Regions from separate parts of the Mus musculus genome. Here regions 2, 3, 4 and 5 are each linked to region 1. Evidence: chromatin contacts called from public promoter capture Hi-C data. All regions are on one chromosome and are shown on one strand. The core of a region is the stretch at or near the end of the contact, and the rest is flanking DNA. Distances in the headings are between cores, read along the strand shown. Region 1 holds the start of Wdr13 (WD repeat domain 13). Region 2 holds the start of Prickle3 (prickle planar cell polarity protein 3). Region 3 holds the start of Gpkow (G patch domain and KOW motifs). Region 4 holds the start of Gripap1 (GRIP1 associated protein 1). Region 5 holds the start of Otud5 (OTU domain containing 5).

Evidence for each region. Promoter capture Hi-C pulls out the DNA fragments that hold promoters and counts their contacts. Capture Hi-C pulls out chosen DNA fragments and counts their contacts.
Region 2: a contact with region 1 is called in a promoter capture Hi-C map of liver. The contact joins the promoter of Prickle3 here to the promoter of Wdr13 in region 1. A contact is called at or near these places in 3 of 39 promoter capture datasets (embryonic stem cells, liver and pre-B cells) and 2 of 9 other capture datasets (adipose tissue and liver).
Region 3: a promoter capture Hi-C map of adipose tissue shows a contact between it and region 1, with 2.8 times the contacts expected there. The contact joins the promoter of Gpkow here to the promoter of Wdr13 in region 1. A contact is called at or near these places in 4 of 39 promoter capture datasets (fetal liver, hippocampal neurons and liver), 3 of 115 datasets of contacts at active chromatin or transcription factors (astrocytes, effector CD8 T cells and memory CD8 T cells) and 2 of 9 other capture datasets (adipose tissue and liver).
Region 4: a contact with region 1 is called in a promoter capture Hi-C map of pre-B cells. The contact joins the promoter of Gripap1 here to the promoter of Wdr13 in region 1. A contact is called at or near these places in 11 of 39 promoter capture datasets (the 3T3-L1 cell line, 3T3-L1-derived adipocytes, the C10 cell line and 7 more), 4 of 115 datasets of contacts at active chromatin or transcription factors (cardiomyocytes, kidney, memory CD8 T cells and 1 more) and 3 of 9 other capture datasets (adipose tissue, embryonic stem cells and liver).
Region 5: a promoter capture Hi-C map of liver shows a contact between it and region 1. The contact joins the promoter of Otud5 here to the promoter of Wdr13 in region 1. A contact is called at or near these places in 23 of 39 promoter capture datasets (the 3T3-L1 cell line, 3T3-L1-derived adipocytes, the C10 cell line and 13 more), 2 of 484 Hi-C or Micro-C datasets (embryonic stem cells and erythroblasts), 9 of 115 datasets of contacts at active chromatin or transcription factors (the SCID.adh cell line, astrocytes, bone marrow-derived dendritic cells and 5 more) and 5 of 9 other capture datasets (adipose tissue, embryonic stem cells, liver and 2 more).

The regions. Positions count from the first base shown.
Region 1 is chrX:8,131,515-8,134,243 of GRCm38.p6, forward strand. It overlaps Wdr13 (WD repeat domain 13), which reads right to left and starts at 1,344. Exons shown (of 9, transcript NM_026137.5): 1 at 773-1,344; 2 at 1-111. The coding sequence starts at 813.
Region 2 is chrX:7,656,033-7,658,761 of GRCm38.p6, forward strand. It overlaps Prickle3 (prickle planar cell polarity protein 3), which reads left to right and starts at 1,347. Exons shown (of 9, transcript NM_001290624.1): 1 at 1,347-1,468; 2 at 2,589-2,674. The coding sequence starts at 1,427.
Region 3 is chrX:7,695,747-7,698,475 of GRCm38.p6, forward strand. Gpkow (G patch domain and KOW motifs) reads left to right here and starts at 1,388. Exons shown (of 11, transcript NM_173747.3): 1 at 1,388-1,649. The coding sequence starts at 1,480.
Region 4 is chrX:7,788,589-7,791,317 of GRCm38.p6, forward strand. Gripap1 (GRIP1 associated protein 1) reads left to right here and starts at 1,405. Exons shown (of 26, transcript NM_001290455.1): 1 at 1,405-1,480. The coding sequence starts at 1,439. It overlaps Gm39487 (a long non-coding RNA gene), which reads right to left and starts at 1,352. Exons shown (of 3, transcript XR_003953042.1): 1 at 1,278-1,352.
Region 5 is chrX:7,840,483-7,843,211 of GRCm38.p6, forward strand. It overlaps Otud5 (OTU domain containing 5), which reads left to right and starts at 1,349. Exons shown (of 9, transcript NM_138604.3): 1 at 1,349-2,228. The coding sequence starts at 1,635.

The DNA of each region.
Region 1 (2,729 bases), core at 94-2,593:
CGCAATGCTGGGGGGTGACCAGCTTTGGCATTCTCCCGAAGCAGCTGGCTGCGCCGGCGGATATACTGGGTCCGAAACTGTGGAAACGTTGGTGTACGGTAGGCGTTGTACCTGTGGGGTCCAGGAGGCAGGGCAGGCAGCAGGCACAGGACAGAGGGAATAAATCAGCTCGAGGTGGTACAAGGTTTGGCAGTGACTGGGATGGTAAGAGTGAACAAGAGCAGCAAAGGGGGATTTCTCTTGGGATTGTGATGGGGGGCAATTATGCAATAATTAGTGGTTATGATGAAAAGATCACTCTAGCGACAATATAGTCAATTTGCAGCTCTGTTGGGGTCAGTCTGGGCCAGCTGTAATATCAGTCTAGCATGATGACATACGTCAGATTGGTAATGTACAACAATGGAGGTTAGGGTCAGATAACGGTAGAGGTTAGTATGGGGTAGCAATTGTAATAATAGTAGGGTAGTGATATCGAGAAAAGTTGGGGAAGAGGATAAGCAATGAGGGACTAGATAGGAAGTCACCAGCCTGACTTCCACTACCCACTCAAAGACAGTCTGCGCATGTCCATTTCAAACCGCATTTTCCCAGCATGCTCTTTAGAACCGGCTCCAGCCCAGGCCACTTAACCGCAGGACTATCCCACACCAAGCTACTGCGCATGCTCACGCAGCCGCACCAGCCAACTTCTCCGCCCAGCTGCACTTATCGCCATTGCTCATGCACCACAGTAAGTTCCTCTCCCATGGGCTCCAACCCCACGCCTCACCTCGCGTCCACTGCTAATACTTGCTGCCACACCGCGGCCATTCCCTGGCTTCCTTCTTTGGTTTGTCTGCCTGCGGGAGCCTGCAGGGCAAGGGCTTGGAATGTCAGCGTCCCAGGCAGAGAAAATCTAGTTCCGCCCACCAGGTGACAGTTGCCATAGACACGAAGTCCCTCCACACAGGTGATGTCGCGAAATCCCACTGGGTCGTTAGCGTGGTCATCACCCCAGCCCTGCCTTTCCTGGGCAGCACTCCGGTGACTCACAGCAGCAGTTCAGACATGACCCCGCCCTCTCCAGTTGCCGTAGCAACGCCCCTCCCCCCCATAGCAAGTCTTGTTTGACATTCCCCACCCATCAAGCCTTCTGCCCTCCGCCTTCCCTTTTCTAGTCCTAGAGCATAGCTCAGGATCCAGGACCACCTCCGGGGCTACCCCTAGCTCTTGAGGCGCCCCCCCCCCCCGGCGACCCTGAGCCCAGTGTCACCGGTTCCTTCTCTCTCTTCTCCCTGTCTCAAGCTCCAGGCAAGATGGCTGCCTGCAACGAGAAAGAGCTGCGGAGCACAGAGCAAATCGATAGGAACCTTTCCCGGGGCGTGGGAGCCTCGCAGGCGCATTAAAGGACTGTAGTTTCCCATACAAGGACCGAGGCTCCACCCCTTGAGTTCTATTCATTTCCCTCTTGACACCTTTTGTATACACAGGGATAATGTACTGTGATCAGAAGGACAAGAATGCGTGTGCCAACCACTAGCTAAAAATCAGAAATAAGACTTTCTCATGAAAGTGGTTTAGGCTGCTTCTTAGCAGCACACATTTGGCCAGGCAAATAAAATATATGCAGAGACTGACTCCTGGAACATTCTCTAGTTCCTAGCGCAGTGATGAATCTCTAAACACCTATGCGATGGGAAGAATCCATGTGTATCTTCACTGGGACTAACTGGACTTGAATGGTTACCCCTAGGAAACTTGAGTATCTTAATAAAAATATGCAATTAGGAAAACAAGCTTTGGGGCTGTGACCTAAGGAAAGGAAAGTATCCCAATCGTCTGTTATATTCACCTTAAGCTAGAATTTGTATCTTGAGTATTCCTCTCAGTGTCAAAAACAGAAATTCCAAGGTTGAAATTCAAGATGTTTAGTCTAGCATAATGGTAATCCTAGAAGAGGGTGATGTAGGGGATAGAGTGGCAGGAGGATCATGAGTTCGAATGCAGTCTGGCCTATGTAGTCAAATCCAGGACTACATCCTGGACTACATACTTTAAATAGCAAGCAAGCGCCGGGCGTGGTGGCGCACGCCTTTAATCCCAGCACTTGGGAGGCAGAGGCAGGCGGATTTCTGAGTTCAAGGCCAGCCTGGTCTACAAAGTGAGTTCCAGGACAGCCAGGGCTATACAGAGAAACCCTGTGTCAAAAAAAGAAAAGAAAAAAAAGCAAGCAAGCAGGATGGAGATAGCTCAGGGCTGAAAATCAAGCCAGGAACTGAAGCAGAGATCATGGAGGAACACTGCTTATCGGCTTGCTTCTCAAGGCTTGCTGTAGCCTGCTTCTTCAACCCAGACTCACCTGCCCACAACAGTTATTAGGCAAGAAAATGCCCCTGCAGGTATCCCCATAGGACAGTCTGATAGAGACTCAGTTAAGGGTCCTTCTTTCCAAGTGACCATAACTTGTGTCAAGCTGACAAAAAACTAACCATCAACTAAATAATGTCTTTTTAGGTTGCCTGAAGTGAGGAATAAAAAATAGGTAAGTGAATCCTATTGGTATCTCCTCTGTCACCCTATCAGTGTTTTAAAATATCCCCTGCAATATAGCTTAAAAAGAATAAATTATTTCTTGGCACAAACATGTAGCCTTAACAAGACCCTAAGTATTCATCGGATAGAGTGCTGGACACTGTTTAAGTAGCTTGCATGCATTAATCTAATTTCTTATTGTACAGGGGATAGGA
Region 2 (2,729 bases), core at 97-2,596, 480 kb before region 1:
AACACTACTGTCTTCTGCTGTAACTAGGCTTCACCAACAGCCTCTCATAGGCTCTCTTCATGGTGCCAAGCCTCAACTCCTTTGCATGACCCCTTCTGTCCTGGGCCATCAGTTGCAACTGAGGCTGCACCTTCACCACTGGCCCCATGGCCTCTCTCAGTGCCGAGCCTCAGCTGCTCTGCGTGACCCCTTCATGCCTACAAAACCAGTGCCACCTGGGTGACTCTTACACATTACCAAGTCCAGCCACAGCACAAGGTACAACCTTGGCTATCTCTGGAACACAGCCTCTTTGTGCTCTCAGAAAACACTTCCCAGAAGATTTCACCTCAGTGATGCTGGTCTCTTCTTAATCACGGCTAATTTCTTAGCTCCAGCTAACCAGCATCAGTAGTCCCAGTAATGCAAAGTTTTCTCTTTGTTTTGTTTTTGTTTTGTTTTTTTCGAGACAGGGTTTCTCTGTATAGCCCTGGCTGTCCTGGACCTCACTTTGTAGAGCAGGCTGGCCTCGAACTCAGAGATCCACCTGCCTCTGCCTCCCAAGTGCTGGGATTAAAGGCGTGTGCCACCACTCCCGGCTTCAAAGTTTTCCCTTTAATAGTTCTGGTATCTTGTTAATCACAGCTGATTCTTCAGCCCCAACTAACTAAAACCACAGAATCTTCACAATCAAAACAGCAATGGCCCTGAAAAGAGTCTTTAATCTTCTCTGGAATTTCACAAGCCAGACCTCCATCTTCTGCACTGTTCTCAACATTATCTTCCAGCCTCCTACACAACATCCCACAGAGCTTTTAACACCGAATGGATCTTCTAGCTCAAAGTTCCAAAGTCCTTCCACAGTCCTCCCCCAAACATGGTCAGGTTGTCACAGGAATACCCCACTATGCTGGTACCAAAATGGAACAGATCTAGCAGGATGCTGAGCGCCACAGAACACCAGCTACCACTGAAGATGAAGTTGGGATGGTCCTTGTAACGCTCACCCCGGGAAAAGAGAACCTGGGAAGGGACCAAGAGGTGGCTTTGACCCCTGTCCCCCAAAGCTTTCAAGACCCTATTCTTAGAAACAAGCACTCTAGTGTAACACTCTCACCATGTCTCCACATCCAAACCGTTTGCTTCCGGCTTTCCAACACTAAAGGCCATGCGGCACCGAGGGATACTGAAGGCTCAGCCTTCTGACAGTCTGCTCCGGCTCTAGCCCTGGGATGAACGCCAATAATGGGCTTTCCAGCAAGGCACTCACCTTTAGATAGGGGACACCAGGGTGACTGAGACACTACACAGGCCGTGGGGCGGGCCCTAGAAAGCGTGCTCCTCCCACTAAGTCAAGTTTACGGAACAGAGCTGCCAGGCCCGACGCGCCGTGGCAGCCGACTCCATTCGTCGGAACCAGCCGTGCTTGAATCTGTCTGGGCGCGCCATGTTCGCGCGTGGGTCCCGGAGGCGCCGCTCTGGGCGTGCGGTGAGCAGGGCTCAGGACAGTGGTGGGGGTCAGGGGTAAACTAAGATCCAGGCGAGGGGGGCAGGGCACCGGGACAGAGGGGAGGCACCCTAAGGGAGGATCTGGGAACTCCCTTCCCCAGCTTTCCCAGACTGGGGCACAGAGACTGAAGTAGAATCCTGGATGCAAAAACGTGTAGATATGGTGGCTCAAGCCCCTAACACGCCTCATACTTTTATCACTGTTGCAATCTGGGGATGCCCCCCTTATCTGTGAATTAATCTGAAAGGTGAAAAGAATAGGGGCTTGAGATTTGAGGTTGAGCAAGAGTGGGGTATCCTGAGTGTCTGATTAAGGGACCTCATACATTGAAGGACTGTAGAGTGAAAGTGGGGGTCCTTCATCCCTGGGTACCAAGAGTCAATGAACTAAGATTTAGGATCAGAAGAATTTCAGGTTTCCATCGGAGTCTGGAAGCTGACCTCCTAGATAGGATGGTGTCTCTCTTGTTTTGAAAGATCTTTAACCAAGAAAGGTGGAATCTGGACCAAAAAAGAGAGTAGTCCTAAACTATGACGGGTAAAGAGAAAGATTTCTTGGGCTAGGGCTTTCTGAATGGAGCAGGGATGGCCTGCGGTCCTCAGGTAGGAGAGATGGAGCCAGGGTTTGGGGGAGGGGCGGGAGAACTTCTGAGGGAATGGCATTGCCCAGAGTCCATGAGGGATCCCAGGGAAAGGAGAGGTTCTCAGACGCCTGCCCTGTGGGACTGGAGTGCTGCTGGAGCCCTGGATATTGAAGGGAGACTTGGGAGGGAATGCCCAGACTAGGGTCTCTGCTCTAGTAGGTAGAGGACTCTCTCTCTGACAGACCTGTCTGAGAACTAAAGAGGGACAGACCAGCCCAGACAGAAGAATTCCCTGGAAAGGGAATACAGGAAAGTAGTCTCAGCTGCCCTGCCTCTGATTTGAATGCTTCCTCCTCCCCCGCGCTCCAGGCGCGGTCTCAGCCTGCCCAGCGCTGCCCCCAGTAAGACAGGCCCCAGCCTGCGGTTGTGAGCCTGGGAGTGGAGTAGCAGGCGTTGACTTCTTCCTCCCTCCTCCCACACCTTATTTCTTCTTGCATCTGCTCCCACCCACCACAGCCTCCAGAGGCAGAGGACCCTGCCCGCGGCCAGCCTTGCAATTCCTGCAGGGAACAGTGCCCAGGCTTCCTGCTGCATGGCTGGAGGTAAGTGACCCTAGCCTTTGTCAGAGATCCGCCCCATTGCTTGAGCTCCGCCCAC
Region 3 (2,729 bases), core at 138-2,637, 440 kb before region 1:
TCTCTCCAGCACTATGGATATTTTTCTATTGCATTCTCTACGTATATTAGTCAAGGTTTTATTGCTTCAATGAAACACCATAACCAAAAAGCAAGTTGGGGAGGAAAAGGTTTTATTTGGCTTACACTTTCACATCACTGTTCATCATTGAAGGACAAGAACTCAAACACGGCAGGAACCTGGATGGGTACTGCTTACTGGCTTGCTCCCTGTGGCATGCTCAACCTGCTTTGTTACAGCACCCAGGACCACCAGCCCAGGGATAACACCACCCAAATGGGCTAGGCCCTCCTCTATTAATCACTAATTGAGAAAATGCCCTATAGCTGGATTTTATAGAAGCATTTCCTCGGGGCTGGCAAGATGGTTCAGTGGTTAAAAGCATTGACTACTCTTCCAAATGGGTCCTGAGTTCAAATCCCAGGAACCACATGGTGGCTCACAACCATCTATAATGAAATCTGACTCCCTCTTCTGGAGTGTCTGAAAACAGCTACAGATAATAATAGATAAATAAATCTTTTTTTAAAAAAAAGCATTTCCTCAACTGAGACTCCTTCCTCTCTGACTACTCCAGCTTGTCTCAAGTTGACACACAAAACCAGCCACTGCACAGTTATTCACTTTACATATAATTAGATAAAATTTGTTTTCATATTTTATTCATTTGTTCATGTTTACATGTATATGTGTTCATGCATAGCATGGCACTTGTGGTGCCGTCAGAGGCAACTAGTGGCTAACTCTATCTTTTTACTATGTAGGATCTTCAAGAACTCAGGTCTTCAGCTTTTGTAGCAGACACTATTACCCATTAAGTCATCTTGTGTAAATGAAACTTTTTTTTTTGGGGGGGGGGGTTCGAGACAAGGTCTCTCTGTGTACCCCTGGCTGTCCTGAACGCCTGCCTCTGCCTCCCAAGTGCTGGGATTAAAGGTGTGCGCCACCACTGCCCGGCAGTAAATGTAACTTTTATTTGCCTGATGTAATTGTTGTCTCCATGGTTTACTGCTTTCATCTGCTAAAGTAGACCTAGCCCTGGAAGCCTCCAGCCTCTATCAGTAAGGTTCACATTGTGGAAGCACATTATGAGTTTTATTTATTTTGTTTTGTGTATATAAACATTTTGCCTGAATTTATGTTCGTGCATCACATGCGTGCATGGTGCCTGAGGATGTCGGGAAAGGGTATAGGATACTCTAGAACTGAATTCATAGCGGTTGAATACCGAGGAATAACCTAATCAATCTTCCACAGCGGCTATACCACTGAGAACTACATTTCCCAGGATGCCGTATGGCACGTTCCTATGACGTTTCAAAGAGTTTCTGCGCCCTGATTCCTGTTTCCCACGGCTACAAGGCACTTGTCTTTGAGGCGTTGCATGCTGGGATTGATTCTTACGTTTCCCGGCCAGCCCCTCACGGCTCGAGCTAAACTTCCCAGCAAGCGGAGCGCTCGCCTGTGACTCGAGCGAAGATGGCGGGCCGTGAGAGTCCGCCGCCGTCTGCCCCGTCAATGGCTCCAATTTCTTTCGGGTTCACTCGCACGTCTGTCCGGAGGCGACTGGCAGACCTCGGAGATAGCGAAAGACAGGCCCCAGAGGAGAAAGATTTCTTGGCGACCGTGGAAGGGAGGAAGCTGCAGAGGTGAAACGCCGGGTCTTTCGCGTTTTGGAAATCTGTGAAATGGGCTTAAGCAGGAGGGCAGAGTAAGAGTTGTTTGTCCTGGTGACAGTGGCCTGGAAAGCCTGAAACACTGCCTCGGGAAATTTATGGAGGTAACCAGGAGTGGCGGCAAACGCCTATAAGTCAGGACCTGGGAGGCTGGCGCAGGAGGATCAGGAATTGAACGCTAGCCTGGGCAACTAAAAAACAAACAGGAAGAACATAAGAATGTAAGGGCAAGAAGAGGGAGGTTTGTTAGGTGGGTGAAATGGGGCCTGAGAACCAGAGGTATAGATTCCTCAGAAAAAATGTCGTTGGGACTTGAGTATGTGTGCCTTTTGAGAAAGGGAAAGGAGGGAAAAATGACAGGATTCTTCCTGTCTCAGCTGAAATTGTGGGAGCTTCTCCGATTTGGAGAACTAGGCAAATTCAAGTCTGGGGAGGCCATCAGCAGTATAATTAAGTAAGAAACAAAGGTCCGAAAGGCCTAAGTGGGGGACTTGTAAAAGGCAGCTTGCCGGCCCGGAACCGGGAAGAATCTGGACTAAAGATGGTGATTTTTAGGCCATTGTGGTTGAAGGCCTAAGGCTGATTCCCACAAGACATACTTAAAGAGATCCATGGTTGTAATTCCAGCACTAGGGGATTGCACCAGGCTGACTGAGAGTTTATAAGACCAGCCTGAGCTAAATCGTGAGATGTCTCAAAAAAAAAAAAAAAAAAAAAAAAACGAGTGGACCTGTGAATAGTAACCTGTGAACATGGTCCATAGGACTGGGCATTGATCTTTCTTTCTTTCTTTCTGGCCATTGAAATTGATTTTCTTTGTTTCCTAACCTCCTTTCTATCTTGATATTTATACTTTCTTTCTTTGGAGGGGGCGTCAAGACAGGGTTCCTCTGCATCCTGGCTGTCCTGGAACTCACCCTGTAGATCGGGCAGGCCTTGAACTCAGAGATCCTCCTGCTTCTGCCTCCTGAGTGCTGCTGGAATTAAAGTCATGCGTCACCACTGCCGGCCTGATATTTCTGCTTTGTGACATGTCTACTTTCCCAACCTTTT
Region 4 (2,729 bases), core at 155-2,654, 340 kb before region 1:
TTCTTTCTTTCTTTCTTTCTTTCTTTCTTTCTTTCTTTCTTTCTTTCTTTCTTTCACAGAGCTCTGGCTGGACCACTAAAGGTGTGTGCCACCATACCCAAATAAAAACTGTTTCTTAGCTGGGCAGTGGTGAGGCCAGCCTGTTCTACAGAGTGAGTTCCAGGACATCTGGGCTACACAGAGAAACCCTGTCTTGGAGAAGAAAAAAAAAAAAAAAAGAACTGTTTCTTAATAAACTCCAACTTTCCAGTTCTAGGACAGCCAGGACTATACAGAGAAACCCTGCCTCAAAAAAAAAAATCTATTCACTAACAAAAGAAAAAAATCTGATAACACAACTTGGATGAATTGCAACAGCCAAAAGCGAAAAATAAATGGAAATACAAAAGGAATACATTGAATCACATTCTACAATAGACAAATGTACTATAGCACCAAAAGAAACAATGTTGTTCTGGCTGTAGAAAGAGGATGGATTGAAAGAACCTTTAAGGAGTGATGGAAGTGTTCTCCCTGGATTGTGACGACATAGGTGTCTGAAAAGTCTAAGAATGGTATCGTTTTAAATGACTGCATTTATATTGAGAGAGAGCCTATATCAATAAAATCTTTCAATTTACAAAGGCCCTGCTTGAATATATTTCCCATAGCAGGGAAATCATTTCATTTCTATGAGAATACACTGAGCAACACTTGCTTTCAGGTCGGCGATGGTTAGAGCGCTTTTAAATCCTTGTTTCTGATGTTTTGTTTCGGCGTTGGGGAGCACAGCCAGAACCTTGAGTGTGCTACCGGACTCTTTTCCATGGAGCTAGCTTTTGTTTTTATTTTTAATGGACTTTTCTGGTTTTGTTTTATTCGCTACTGTTCTCCTCGTGAATTTTTAGCTTTCTCAATGACTAGATCTTTTCCCTAATATGAGATAAAGCACTGTGTTAATAAAAATCATTGTCAGACCTTTTTTTAAAAAAAAATGAGGGGTGGGTGGTCAAGGACTTTACGTGAGGCGGGATTCCCCTTTGGGGTCACCCGTAGGAGGGCCGGAACAAGACCCGAGGAAGCTTCCGCTTTCACTTCCTTGATTATTAAGTCACTTTCTCTTTAAAGGAGCGTCGCGGAAGGGTAATTTTCCGTCAGAGGATTACTTCCCTCCCGACGAGTCCACCCAAGATACAGGGATACCATAATGTCGCATAGCAATGAGTAATCTATAAATGCTCAAAAGCCATAACAGACAATTTACAATTCTGTAAAAATCAAAGTAAAATTTGTCTGACCTTTGAGCATCATTCTCTTCTTTCCATCTCTAAAATGCTGAACATTTGAATTAGGTTTCTTCCCCTCCAATTACTGGTCAGTGGTTCGCTCCGACCTTAGCACTGACAGGCCGCAGAAGCTGCGGCTGCGCACAAAGCTTGCGGGGGATGGGGGGAGGAACATGGCGCAAGCTCTGTCTGAAGAGGAGTTTCAACGGATGCAGGTGCCGCTGGATGTGGGGAAGACCACCCGTCTAGTAGACTGGGGGCGGGGTAGAGACAAGACCAGCCATCGGTTCTGAAGATTTGGTTGGAATGGGTCTTAAGTATAAGGGGGTGGTCTGGAGAAGGGAAACCGAGGCTCTGAGTGGCGATCTTAGTGATTTCGAAGATTCTATGTGGGTTCTGAAGGTTGGATTCTTTTAGCTTTTCAAAAGGAATGTAGAACGTCTTTAGGCGATACCTTTCTCAGTCCGGAATCGGGATGGGATCTTTGGGTCCATGTGTAGGGCATACCATTAAATGGTGATGATGTTAGACTTTAAAGGATGGAGATTCTGAGGAGAAATTATTTGGTCGGGAGAGAAAAGAAGCAGGCATTTGCGTCATGGGGAGGGGGGAAGCCTCTGGTTATTTGACAGGACAAGACCATGAACTACTGGGAGGTGGAAAGTTTGTGGGAGATACCAATACTACTAAGCCAGGGGAGTAGGGAAAGACCGTGGATCTCTTCCCTAGAGTTGTTGTGCCATTGATGCTAGAAGATCCTAAGAGGAGGGGTTGGCATAATTGCATGGATTGGGATGATTCCTTTAGACCCAGGGTGATGAGCATTCTGAGTAGGTAATACCATTAACTCAGATTAGAGGAAGGGCCGGAGGATATTTATAAACTGATACTTTGGGAGTTCAGGGAAGGGGACATCACTGGGTTTGGGGGAGTAGTCTGACCTGGTCCTCTGACTTGTTGATCCTTTTCCAGGCATCTCGAGAGGGAATAGAAGCACTGCATAATGAATGGACACTTAGTGAGGGAGCCTTAGTGGGAAAGACTGAAATGGGGAAACCTTAGAGTCCTATAGGTTGGGGGCAGAACACTTGAGGGAGCAGAAATATTCGATTGGCCTGGGAGCTAGTTAGTCTGCTTGAGGGACACTGAAGATGTAAGAGTGAGCTCATTGGACCATAAATGGGGAGGACCACTGGAAATTGCAGAAGATTCTGAATAAAACTAGTTCAACTGGCCCGCCCAAGGGCATTTGAGAGATCCTGAAGGACAGACATAATGTCACCCCCATTGAAGACATCTTGTAAAAAGTGGATAGATAGATACTTGAGCAAGGAACGTTTATCCTATTTGAGCCATGTGTAAGGAGATACTATTGGGCTTTGGAGAGGGACTTCAAGGTGAATAGAAAGGTATTCCAGTTGGCCAAAGATTAGGAGAAATGCTATTGGGGTCCTGAAGAGAACA
Region 5 (2,729 bases), core at 99-2,598, 290 kb before region 1:
TTTTGATATTGCACTTTTGTTATGTAATCTCAAAAGAGACAATGATTTGTACAAAGTCAATAGTTCATAATGATCCACGTGTGCCTAGAACTGATGTTTTCCTTATAAGGAATCAACGTCCAGGATTTTTCTGCACTACCACAGGTTCTAACTTATATAGCACTTACTGTGTACAATGCACAGAACCCGGCCATTTATTGGCTTTCATTTCTACCACATAGAAATTATTGCTGCTGGGTGGTGGTTTAATCCCAGCACTCAGGAGACAGAGGCAAGAGGATCTCTCTGAGTTGAAGCCAGCCTGGTCTACAGAGTGAGTTCCAGGACAGCCAGGGCTACACAGAGAAACCTTTTCTCGAAAAAACTAAATAAAAAAAAAAAAGAAAGAAAGAAAAGTTATCGCTAATCTATAGAGAAGTAGAAATAGAGACTAGATTGGGTGTGAACTGACTTGTTCCAAACACTCAGACATTAAGGGCCAAGATAGTATTAGCGTTTTAGCTGCTCAATATCAAGGAGTTTGCCAACACCACTGGGTGACACTAGCTGCTGACAGTCTTGTTTCGTAAATATTCTCTTTTCCTGAGTAAACTTTTGTTTTGTTTTGTTTTGGTGGTAGGGGGGGTGAAAAGCCTGTACCGAGCCTGCGCAATAGACAGACGCTAGAGGTGAACGTGAGGGTAAGAGGGCGGAGGTGACAGAGAAGGCGTGTTTTTCCGCCAAACACTATCAGTACGGTGCACGTCTGTCTATCGGTTGGCCCATCTGAAGTGATGGACAGCTTCGTGGAACTAATCACCGCAAGATTACGACTGTTGCCAGGGTGAAGTAGGACCCACCCTCTTGGGTTGGCGGATGGGAGGAACAGGAAGTGACGCCAGAGGGGACGCTGTGCTCTGGGAATGTTGATGTTTTCCAGTGAGTGTAACTGAGTTCCAGATGGAATCCTTGGAGAGCCGAGTCTTACTGTATATAGTAAGACAGACCGCTCTGTTTATGCACAGTGCCGACGCCTCTGAGCTCAAACCTCGGGGAAAGTAAAGCATAGACTGGGAGCCGAAAGGAGAAGCTGGGAAGAAGGCTGCCGACTTTGAAATTCGAGGCGGAGGACTTGAGAACGAGCGCTCAACCCGGATTGGCCAGTGGGTGTCGTCAAGGCTTTACGCGCCTCTTCAATTGGCTGGTGTCTGCAGTCGTCCCGGCGGGCGAGCCTTTTGCCCACGTACTTCCGTGCAGGGGGCGGGGCTGCGTCCTGTTGTGCATGCGCACAACCAGGAAGCCCCACCCGGTAGTTGAGGAACCTGCGGAGGGGCGGGGCGAAGCGGTGCTTGTTTTGGTTGTGTTTCCTCTGAAGCCGAATCCCGGAACCAGGTAGCAGAGAGCTCGGCCGGCCTTGGAGGGAGACAAGGCTGCGACCAATCCGTCTCCGTACCGTCCCACTGGACTTCACATCCGGGATCTCCTCCTGGGCGTGACCCGCGTCCCGTCTGCGGTCCTCGAACCGGTGTCCTGATCTCTTTATCCAGGCCTTGCTGTTCCCGTCGTGCCTCGCGCACGACCGTAGCCCCCTCATCCGGGTTCTCTCCCGGCGTTCTCCGCGTTTGCTTTGCTGTGGGGTACTTGGCGGTGCCGCCATGACTATTCTCCCCAAAAAGAAGCCGCCACCTCCCGACGCCGACCCGGCCAACGAACCGCCGCCGCCCGGGCCGCTGCCCCCGGCGCCTCGGCGCGGTGCGGGTGTAGGCGTGGGTGGCGGCGGCACGGGTGTGGGCGGAGGAGAGCGCGACCGTGACTCCGGCGTCGTGGGGGCCCGTCCCCGGGCTTCGCCGCCACCTCAGGGCCCGCTCCCGGGGCCGCCTGGTGCTCTTCATCGTTGGGCACTGGCCGTGCCGCCTGGCGCAGTCGCGGGCCCTCGGCCACAGCAGGCTTCTCCACCTCCTTGTGGGGGCCCCGGTGGCCCCGGCGGCGGTCCTGGTGACGCTCTTGGTGCGACAACTGCGGGGGTGGGCGCGGCAGGGGTGGTGGTGGGCGTGGGTGGTACCGTGGGCGTGGGCGGCTGCTGCTCGGGGCCCGGGCACAGCAAGCGGCGGCGTCAAGCTCCCGGCGTTGGCGCAGTTGGCGGGGCCAGTCCGGAACGTGAAGAGGTCGGAGCGGGCTACAACAGTGAAGACGAGTATGAAGCTGCCGCAGCGCGAATCGAGGCCATGGATCCCGCCACTGTAGAACAGGTAAGGGCTGGAAGGTGAGGGGCTGTTGGGCAGAAACAGCGAGTGAGTCTACCAGGCTGAGAAGGAGCGCAAGAAAATGTTTGAGATTGGTCCAAGAAACCCAGGTCTTGATGCTGGGCTTGACATTCTTTCCTGGTGGTGGAGGCATGGCTTCCCCCGAGGACTTGATAGGGGCTCTAAGTTAAGTAAGTTAAAGTACTCTTTTGCAGTCCTGAGATCTTCTCTAAGTGACTGGCATTGGGAATTCCCCAGGAGTCGCAGATACGATGGAGCCCTTCCTTAGAGGAAGCTCTCAGGCCTCTCTAAGGGACTTTGGTTCAGTAACTTTTTCCTTTAGGACAAGTGTGAGATTCCCTCCCGCAAAGAACTCGAATTAAGGTGGTGTCCTCAGAGAAATAGTCTAAGCATACCCAAGAAACTTAAACCCTTGATGTAGGAAGGACCTCTCTCTTTTGCTGAGTCTGCTCACCAGCCATGTGGCCTCCTCAGGAGTCCTAAGCC